Linked DNA regions of Mus musculus: all the other regions are linked to region 3. A link is a contact called in public Micro-C and promoter capture Hi-C data. All regions are on one chromosome and are shown on one strand. Each heading gives the region's core, a stretch centred on a gene start, on an enhancer-like site or on the middle of the called end of the contact. The rest is flanking DNA. Distances are from core to core; before and after follow the strand shown.

Evidence for each region. Promoter capture Hi-C pulls out the DNA fragments that hold promoters and counts their contacts. Hi-C and Micro-C count contacts between places; a contact is called where the count stands out from the background.
Region 1: a Micro-C map of embryonic stem cells shows a contact between it and region 3, with 1.9 times the contacts expected there. The contact joins the promoter of Smoc1 here to the promoter of Ccdc177 in region 3. A contact is called at or near these places in 1 of 39 promoter capture datasets (stem cell-derived epiblast-like cells), 1 of 484 Hi-C or Micro-C datasets (embryonic stem cells) and 1 of 115 datasets of contacts at active chromatin or transcription factors (pancreatic cancer cells).
Region 2: a contact with region 3 is called in a promoter capture Hi-C map of liver, with 2.4 times the contacts expected there. The contact joins the enhancer-like site here to the promoter of Ccdc177 in region 3. A contact is called at or near these places in 7 of 39 promoter capture datasets (the 3T3-L1 cell line, 3T3-L1-derived adipocytes, the C10 cell line and 2 more), 12 of 484 Hi-C or Micro-C datasets (B cells, the Ba/F3 cell line, the G1E-ER4 cell line and 5 more) and 2 of 9 other capture datasets (embryonic stem cells and pancreatic islet).

Annotation. Positions count from the first base shown.
Region 1 is chr12:81,025,472-81,028,171 of GRCm38.p6, forward strand. It overlaps Smoc1 (SPARC related modular calcium binding 1), which reads left to right and starts at 1,337. Exons shown (of 13, transcript NM_022316.2): 1 at 1,337-1,687. The coding sequence starts at 1,592.
Region 2 is chr12:81,181,032-81,183,731 of GRCm38.p6, forward strand. The region is part of intron 11 of Smoc1 (SPARC related modular calcium binding 1); the gene reads left to right. Among named protein-coding and RNA genes, the nearest start is that of Mir3067, 16 kb to the left of the region's middle. Within about 2 kb of position 1,255, at least 10 of the 459 cell types and tissues checked have an H3K27ac peak or open chromatin away from gene starts, as enhancers often do. A contact at or near this core is called in liver, where this site is marked.
Region 3 is chr12:80,759,287-80,761,986 of GRCm38.p6, forward strand. It overlaps Ccdc177 (coiled-coil domain containing 177), which reads right to left and starts at 1,429. Exons shown (of 2, transcript NM_001008423.2): 1 at 1,111-1,429; 2 at 1-240. The coding sequence starts at 212.

The sequences.
Region 1 (2,700 bases), core at 87-2,586, 270 kb after region 3:
GGCTGTCTGTATGCAGCCAGATGGGGGTTAGGGTTAGCTTGCTCTTATAATCGAGAAGAGAAGCTGGAAGGGAGCAGAGCTAATCTTTGTCAGGACCTCTCAGGGCAGTCAGGGAGCTGTGAAACCTGGGCTTTATTTCAATCTGGTTAGAGAAATGGATCTTTCTTCACGAAGGGACGGGCCTGGACCGGTGGAAATCAAGCACGAAGAGTTGTGTTCCACTTTTGGAGATAATCACGGGTCTCTTGCGGGGAAGGCAGCAGACACTTTGTTGGGTTGAAGTGAGTGTGTGTGATGCGATGTAGCTGTTACCATTTTCAGGGTGGCCTCTTGGACCACTATGGAAAGAGCTCTAGCACCTGATAGGCCTGCTTAGAGCTGACCTATACAATCCAGGCTTGGGCTCCCAGGAAATTGCTCCTTGGAGGTCTCTAGGATATCTGTGCTCACAGAACACTCCTCCATCTCCTCCATTCATAACTTTCCTCCTCCCAATATGGGACCAGGATTCCTGGGACTGCCCTCTCCTCCCCGGCCTCCGCCCCAGCGTTGTTAGGCCACAGAGAAGCTGCTCCTGTGTTCTTTAAGTTCAGACTGATTAGCCAAGATGCCCGGGTTCTGACCGCAGGTCACATGGACCATAGGGCCATAGGGGTAGTTTACTGGACCCTCGGGGGACCCACCTTAGGCTGCTTCGGTTCGCCTCCGTCAGAATTATCTCAGGCAGCCGCTGTGGAACTTGGGTGTCACCCGTAAGGAGATTTTTTTTTTCTTTTTGAAATAAATGAATACCTCTTCCCGTAGGTCGCAGCTCACTCTGTGGGCCGCACCTGGTGGTTCCCCAGGTTGCCCTTGATTTTGCGGCCTCCGGGAAACATTTCTCAAGGACTTTGGGTCATTTGGAGCTATTTTCCCTGCCTGCTTCATGGAGCTGTTGCGACAACTCAAGCCTAAGAACTAACACACGATAAGTGTGTAAGGCTTCTTTACTATCCAGGTGACCATTCAGGAGGGACTGAGGCTGCTGGAGCGCGCGGAGGTTCCCAGCGAGGACTTGCTGAGAAAAAGTTACTCTTTATCCCAGCCTCTGCTGGAGCCCACTGTGGCCGGGAAGCCAGTGTAGCTCCTGGGGGGGTGGGGGGTGGGGGTGGGGGTGGGGGTGGGGGTGGGGGTGGGGTGGGGTACTGACCACGAACCGCCCCTCTCATCTCTCTCCCATTGGCTTCCACCTGCCGGAGGGTCGGCTGCTACAGGCCTCTCGACCCGTCAGTCAGCCTCTCCGGGCCCCGCCCCTCCCCTCCCGGGGTTTATAACGGGAATTCCCATGGCCCGAGCTCCCGCATCCAACCTGCTGTCGCCGCGGCCACGCCGAGCGCAGCAGGCGCCACGCGCAGAGCACACGCTCGCACTCCAGCTCCGGGCCTCCGCCGTTCATGACCGTGACCCCGGGCGCAGGCTCCTCCAGCCCCTGCCGCTGGCTCTTCGGCCACTCCCAGCTGCTGCAAGGGTCCCCACCTCCCCAAGTGCTTTGAAGCTAGCCTGAGCCCCCCTGCCCGCTGCCCGCTCGTGGCTGCCCGGCTCCGCTGGCACCATGCTGCCCGCGCGCGTCCGTCTGCTCACGCCCCACTTGCTGCTCGTGTTGGTGCAGCTGTCCCCGGCCGGCGGCCACCGCACCACCGGCCCCAGGGTAAGTGCGTCTCCCAGCTGCGCGCGCCCACCTGCGCTTGGCCGCTCATCTACAGGAGGGGGAAGGGAGGTGTCAGACCTTGTCCTCGACTTTACCGTCTAGTCCCTTGCAGGCCTCTTGGAGAAGTTGCTGAAATAAAATTTCATTGCCCCCCTCCTTCCCCGCCTTTTCTTGTAGCACTGACTCCCCACGACCTGTCACCGGTGGGTTTTCTTTCTCGAACTTCTCCTGAGGTTTTTCTCCTGGGCCTCCTAGGTCGGTGGGATCTCGGCCTTGGCTGGAGCAGAGTTTCCCTATGTTGTCGCTGCACCAGTCCCTCGAGCTGGCTTTCTTGGCAGGCAGAGGGTGTGTGTGTGTGTGTGTGTGTGTGTGTAGAAGGGGCGGGGGGGGGCACTCTGCCTAGAGAGTTTTAGGTTACCCGCGAGCCACACAAGGACCTTGTGTTGTTGTTGTTTTAAAAAGCAATCGCTGCTCGTAAAACCCACAGCAGATAATTTTAATGCCCCCCTCCTGCTGGCCTGGCCCTGGAGGAGTGGCAGGGGTAGGGAGCCGTGGAGAAGTTCGGAAGAACTTCTCCCCTGGGTTGGATCGGTTGAACCTTGATCTGATTGGAGTTTCTGAACCACACGAAATGTGCCAATTCTGTGCACAGGACGGGTTGTCCAGGGCATTGTAAAAAAAACGGGAACCAGCAGCACCGTGCTCATTTCTGGTCTAGATTATTGTTCTCCCTGCTCCCTCCTAATGGTCTAATAAAGAATTTCACTGCCTTAAAAATGTATTTGTTAAACCACCTAGAGGTTCCTTTGGCAACACGTAAGGGAGGCAGTCTCTGGGCAAGGATCAGGGTCAGTAAGATCAGAAGCCGGACCTCTGGGTAGCAGCTTGCCCGCTCCCATTCTGCGAGAATCTCTCTGGGAAAATAGCAAGGATTTGACTTCTGAGCAAATGAAGTTGGCTTCTCCACCAAATTGTGCTTTCTTCCCTGGATATCCTCTGGCCCCATTTCCTGG
Region 2 (2,700 bases), core at 5-2,504, 420 kb after region 3:
TCTGACAGCATCTCTATCTCTGTGTGTACACACGTGTGTTTATCTATGCCCGTTTTTAAAAATTATTTTTGTGTGTGTATGAGTGCTTCTCTCCATTTACGTTATGTGCACCAAGTATGTGCCTGGTGCCTGCAGAGGCCAGAAGAGGGCCTGTTGGAACTGGAATTACAGATAGTTGTGAGCCACCATGTGGATGCTGGGAACTGAACCTGGGTTCTCTGCAATGGCAGCAAGTGATCTTAAGTGCTGGGCCATCTCCTCAGCCCTTTATGCCCGACTTAAAATGTATCTATGTATGCATGACTATACATGCATGCACATGCTCTGTGTGTGTGTGTGTGTGTTGGAATGTGGTGAAGTAAAACGTAGGAGGAAGAGAGGTTATGAGTTAGAGTTGAGGTTGCCTGTGTAGATGGCAAGTCCATAGAGAGTACGATGGGACTCTTCTTTCCATCCCTCTGTCCAGACAACACACTGATCCTAGAGCCCAAAGCCTTCTGTTGTTCTATGTTTTAGAGTCTGGTTTAAGCAGAGGAGCAGTGCTTTGCACGCATGGGGCAGCAGTGCTGCCATTGCTTGCCTTATCAGTAGGACTTCATAGTTTAGCTTCCTTGCCCTCCGTGAGGATGACCCTAGAGTGAAGAACAATGTCTCTTGTGAGCAGGCCAGACTTATTGCCTGGGGAAGCCAAGAGAGTGGCCAGAGAGAAATACTGGGCAATGGGGCACAGATGTAACTTTGGGACTCTGTGAGGAGAGAGATAGAACCTGTGGGGAGCTGTGTGGCCAGTGCCCTGACAAGGATGTCTGTTTCTAGGCATATGGTGCTAGCAGGAGAATGGAGGACTATGAAGAAACCTAGGGGAGGGGTGAGGACAACTGTCTAGACAGAAATAGGGATGCAGGTATGACCAGAGACCCTGAAGTCAGATAGACCTGACTGTTAAGCTCTGTCAGTTCTAACCCTGTAATTTGACAAGGTTCCTCACCTCTCTGGATTTCAATGTCCTCCTCAGCCGAATGGAGGTAGTAGTATCTACCTTGGAGATTTGGAGTGAGAAGTTAACAGTTTAGAGTAGGTGATGGGCGGGACAGAGTCCAGATGCACAGCGATCACACAAAAGCTATCAGTAGCAGAGGAATATACCCATGGGATAGAGGTGCTGCTTGCTGGCAGCCTCAAGGTCTCACTTTGCTCCAAATGGCAGAAAGCAAGATGGTATATGAGAGCTCAGGCACAGGTCATCTGGTATTATGTGGTGCCCTCTGGTGGCCTGAGAGGGACTTGCATGCCAGATGGGGGCCCAAAGTGAGTGGGAAGATGTGGGACTTGGGCTGTGTAGTTTTGGGTTTGAGGGGCCCGACTTCTGGAGATGCCACAGGAGCACCCCTTCTTTTGTCTTCCATGACTCTCACTGGAGAGCTGAATCCTTTGACCAGCATGGCAAGCCAGACATTTGGAGGCCCGGGCCTCGGTAATTGTTCTTTTCCAAGTCATAAAGCAAGTTTGTCAGGGTTGCTGTCTCTACCCTGTACAGCAAGCAGCAGAGGACCAGAGAGAGGCTCAGTGTCTCAGAAGCGCCAGCTTTTCCTTGGGCTCAGTCTTCTCCTCTCCCTCTGAGGATCAGGAGCTCGGGGTCCAGCGGATGACAGCAGCAATGAGTTTACTTCCTCCCATGAATGCTGTGCCATCCTGGGTTTTTAGCCACATTAAATGGGGATAATATCACTCCTGTTATATAGGTTTGCTGAGGTACAGGGTTGCGCTCCTGTCTCTTCATTTTGTTTTCTGGCTCTTAGCTGATGAAGCAGAGCCAGGGCCACCATAGGCCTTCTTCTTCCATGTACGGATCTCCATGTTTACTCCTGAGGGCAGCACCTGCGGAGTGGAGCAGAGTAAATGTAGACTCTGAGGTTGGGCAGCCTGGCTCTGCCCTTGCTCACCTGCCTGCCTTAGGTCTGCTCCTCTTATCTTCCTGGATTTGTGATCTCACCTGCAAACTTAGATATACCAACATCTACCCTTAGTTTGTCTTTCTTGGTCATAAGGAATATTGGGAGAGGCTGAGCTGTGTCATCATAGGATCCATAGGTAATCCTGGACTTAGCAGGAGACAATCTCCAACCCCCCGCCCCCTGGGAGGCAGAGATGTAGCATAGATGTTGTCTTAATACCATCTTCTGGTTCGGTCCAACGATGTTCAGAGGCACAGGGAACTGGCCCGGCTCCTAGTATGTTCTCCCTTCAGGATCAGGTCCTGAGGGAGCATCAGGACCTGTGCACAGGGGAGGGTGTTATCAAACCAGGTCTTGGACCTTGTGTAAGTCACTCTGAGCCTTTGCCTCCAGATTTGGCAAGCGAAGGAACTAAGGTTCCTTCCACCTCTGACATTACAGGACTCGGAGACCCAGAACCAAGAAGGTTATAAATAGCCATTAAAACCCTTCTTAGCTAACAGCTGAGGGGATTCAAAGAGGCGTCCTGCGTGGGTTCCAATACCACAGTGGGAAAGGAAAGTGAAGAAAATTTGTTTATTCTCTCTTCGATTGGTGCCTGCCTCATCTATTCAATTTGAGTTCAAGCTCAGCCTGGACTATAGAGAGAAATGCTATCTCAAAAAAAAAAAAAAAAAAAAGTGCCAATGACACCAGGAGCTGCAGCAGCAGCAATAAGCCAGTGAGACACTCCAGCCTAACTATA
Region 3 (2,700 bases), core at 179-2,678:
AGGTGCAGCAACGGAGACTGCTCCCGACGTCCACCTTCTGCCCCGCAGGGGACTTCAGCCTTACGGGGCGCCGCCGCGGAGGCGGAGGCCGAGGAGGCAGCCGGCTGCTGGGCTCCCTGGGCATCGGGGGGCTCGGACGCTGTGGCCTCATCCCCTTCAGAGCCACCGGGCTCCGCTCCCTCTTTCTCCTCTTCTGGCACCGGGTCCACCATAGCTGAACCTCGTTCTTTGTTGGAGTCCCTGAGATGACAGAGGGGCGGGGGGACATAGAGGATCTGTGAGCTGTTCCTCCCTCCTCAGCCATATTTACCCCTCCCAACTTAATCCGATTTCAGATTAGGCTCAGGGGCCTGATGGAACGTAAATCCTAAAACTGATGCCCCAAAAACTCAGGCTGGGCAGTTGCGGTGGGGGGACGCTGGGCCTTAGACAGCAGCCTCAGTCTCCCTCAGACCTAGAATGCAGGGCCTTTCAGGAGACCACATTGGCGTGAGGCCCACTAGCTGCATCCCCTTCCTGCAAAGATTGAAGTGCAAGGAAGGCTGCAGCCAGCGAGGGAGGCGCTGGAGGATTCCCCGGAGGATTAGCTATTTGTTTGTAGCTTAGGCGGGCTGCTGGGATGCAGCTTTGCAAGAACACAAAAGGGGAAGGGGCCTGTGCATGCCAAAGTGCATTGCTGCGAGGGCCCCAGTTGCCTAGGAAGAAGTTTATGGTTGATTTCTCTCTACCAAAAGGACCCGGAGCGCAGGGCCCCCGGGAGATGGAAGGGCTGAAAAGAGTCTCCAAAGGCTTCTCCGAGTGGAGTGATGGATTCTTTCTCCAGCCTCTCCAGCGGGGCTTGCTGGGAGCTCTCTGCCTTCCTCTTCCTCCAGCCCCCACCCGGTGTTTGCTCAAGATGCACAAGGCACCTGAATCCTCCCAGATGCACCCGATCTCCAAGGCCGAATGTGTAGTTAAAGGTACCATCAACCCCAGTATGGTGGACTCAGACATCAGCCGCTGATGCTCACCAGTTTCCGCACCGCATCTCAGGGGAGTGGGCTCTTAGAGCGCCGTAAACCCTGCCGCTCCATTCTGGGAGCTGCTAGGTCTCCGAGCGGGTTCACTTACCCCAGGTCCGGGCTCCGGCCCCCTTGCCGAGGGCTTTTGTTCGCCTCTCGCTGCTCTCCCCGGCGCCTCTTCAGTCCCTGCGCCGGCGGGGTCGGGTTACTGCCGGCTGCAGCAGCCAGCGTCTCTCCATGGGAGACTACGAACTGGGAGCACACATCCCAGACGCTACCTACCCGGGGGAGGGGGAGTGCGACAAAGTCTCCCTAAAATAACGTAGCTCTGCTCCCTTGCTCACAACTGATTCTTAAAAAAGGAAGCTGGGTTCTTCCCTCGCCTCTGCATCCATCTCCACCTCTACCGCCAAGGTACCGCAGGTCTCTCGCTGCTCCTGGCGCCTCCTGGTGGCCACTTAAGGGTATTCATTTCTTTGCTTAGAGGACGACAAAGCAATTAAAAATACAGTAACTACACATGTATGCATATAAATGAATGCATGCATACATACGTAATACAGAGAGATGTGGACATAGCAGTTATCACCAGAAATCTAGTCTTTGGGCACCTTAGGCGGGTACAATGAAGGAATCAGTATATTTCTCAAAGGGATCTTAAGCAGACCAACAAGTCAGCAAGTAATTGGGTAGAAAGAGGGCACCTGGTCCAAATAGTGATTTTTATTTATTTAAGGAAAGCTAAGATGGGAGAACGAATGAGAACAAAGAATGATGCCACATTATGAAATTGCCATTACCTTGTTTGCTCACCTAAATAACTAAAAACAGTCGACAAAAACACACGGGTTCAGGCGGCAGAACACAAGTGACCAGCGGATGCTGCTTCCGAGTCGCTAGTTTCATACGATGAGACTGATCCTGATCGATGCCATGTAATGAGTGCTTTTTGATGACACCTCATCCTACCCTTCCATCGTGAGTGGTAGTGGCCAAAGACATCCCAGATTAGAATCCTCCAAGGAATGGGGGGGGGGGGGAGGTGTAGCATTAGAGAGTGTGGTGAACTATGATGCTAAAGAATCCGAAGGGCTGGTTGGTGGTGATGCCCGCCTTTGATCCCAGCACTCAGGAGGCAGAGGCAGGTGGAGCTCTGTGAGTTCAAGACCAGCCTGAGCTACAGAGTTCCAGGACAGCCAGGGCTACACAGAGAAACTAAACAAGCAAACAAAGGAAACCATGAGGGGAAAGTAAAGTTTTTGTTTTGTTTTGTTTTGTTTTGTTTTGTTTTGTTTTGGAAAGGGAAGGTTTTGAACAAGGAAATAATGCCGCAGATAGACTTTTTAGGAACATAACTCTAGCAACAACAGGGCAAGGCCCAAGAGACTAAGGAAGCAGTTGGGGAGGCACTGCAGGTACCCAGCACAGGGAATGTTGGAACCAGAAAGGGAGCGGTGGTAGGAAAGGAGGAAGGTGGGGGTTTGTAAATACAGTGGAAGGAACCACACTCAAAGCTTGGCTCTAGTGTGTGAAGTGAGGGATCAAGGATGGCTGCCTGGAGCAGTGGGATGCTGAGACAGACAGACAGACAGACAGACAGACAGACAGACACGGAAAGCGTGGATCCAGGAGGGAAGATTAGCTGGTATGGAATGCCAGTTATGGGCAGTTGCCCCTCTCCGTCATTAGAGTAGGACCA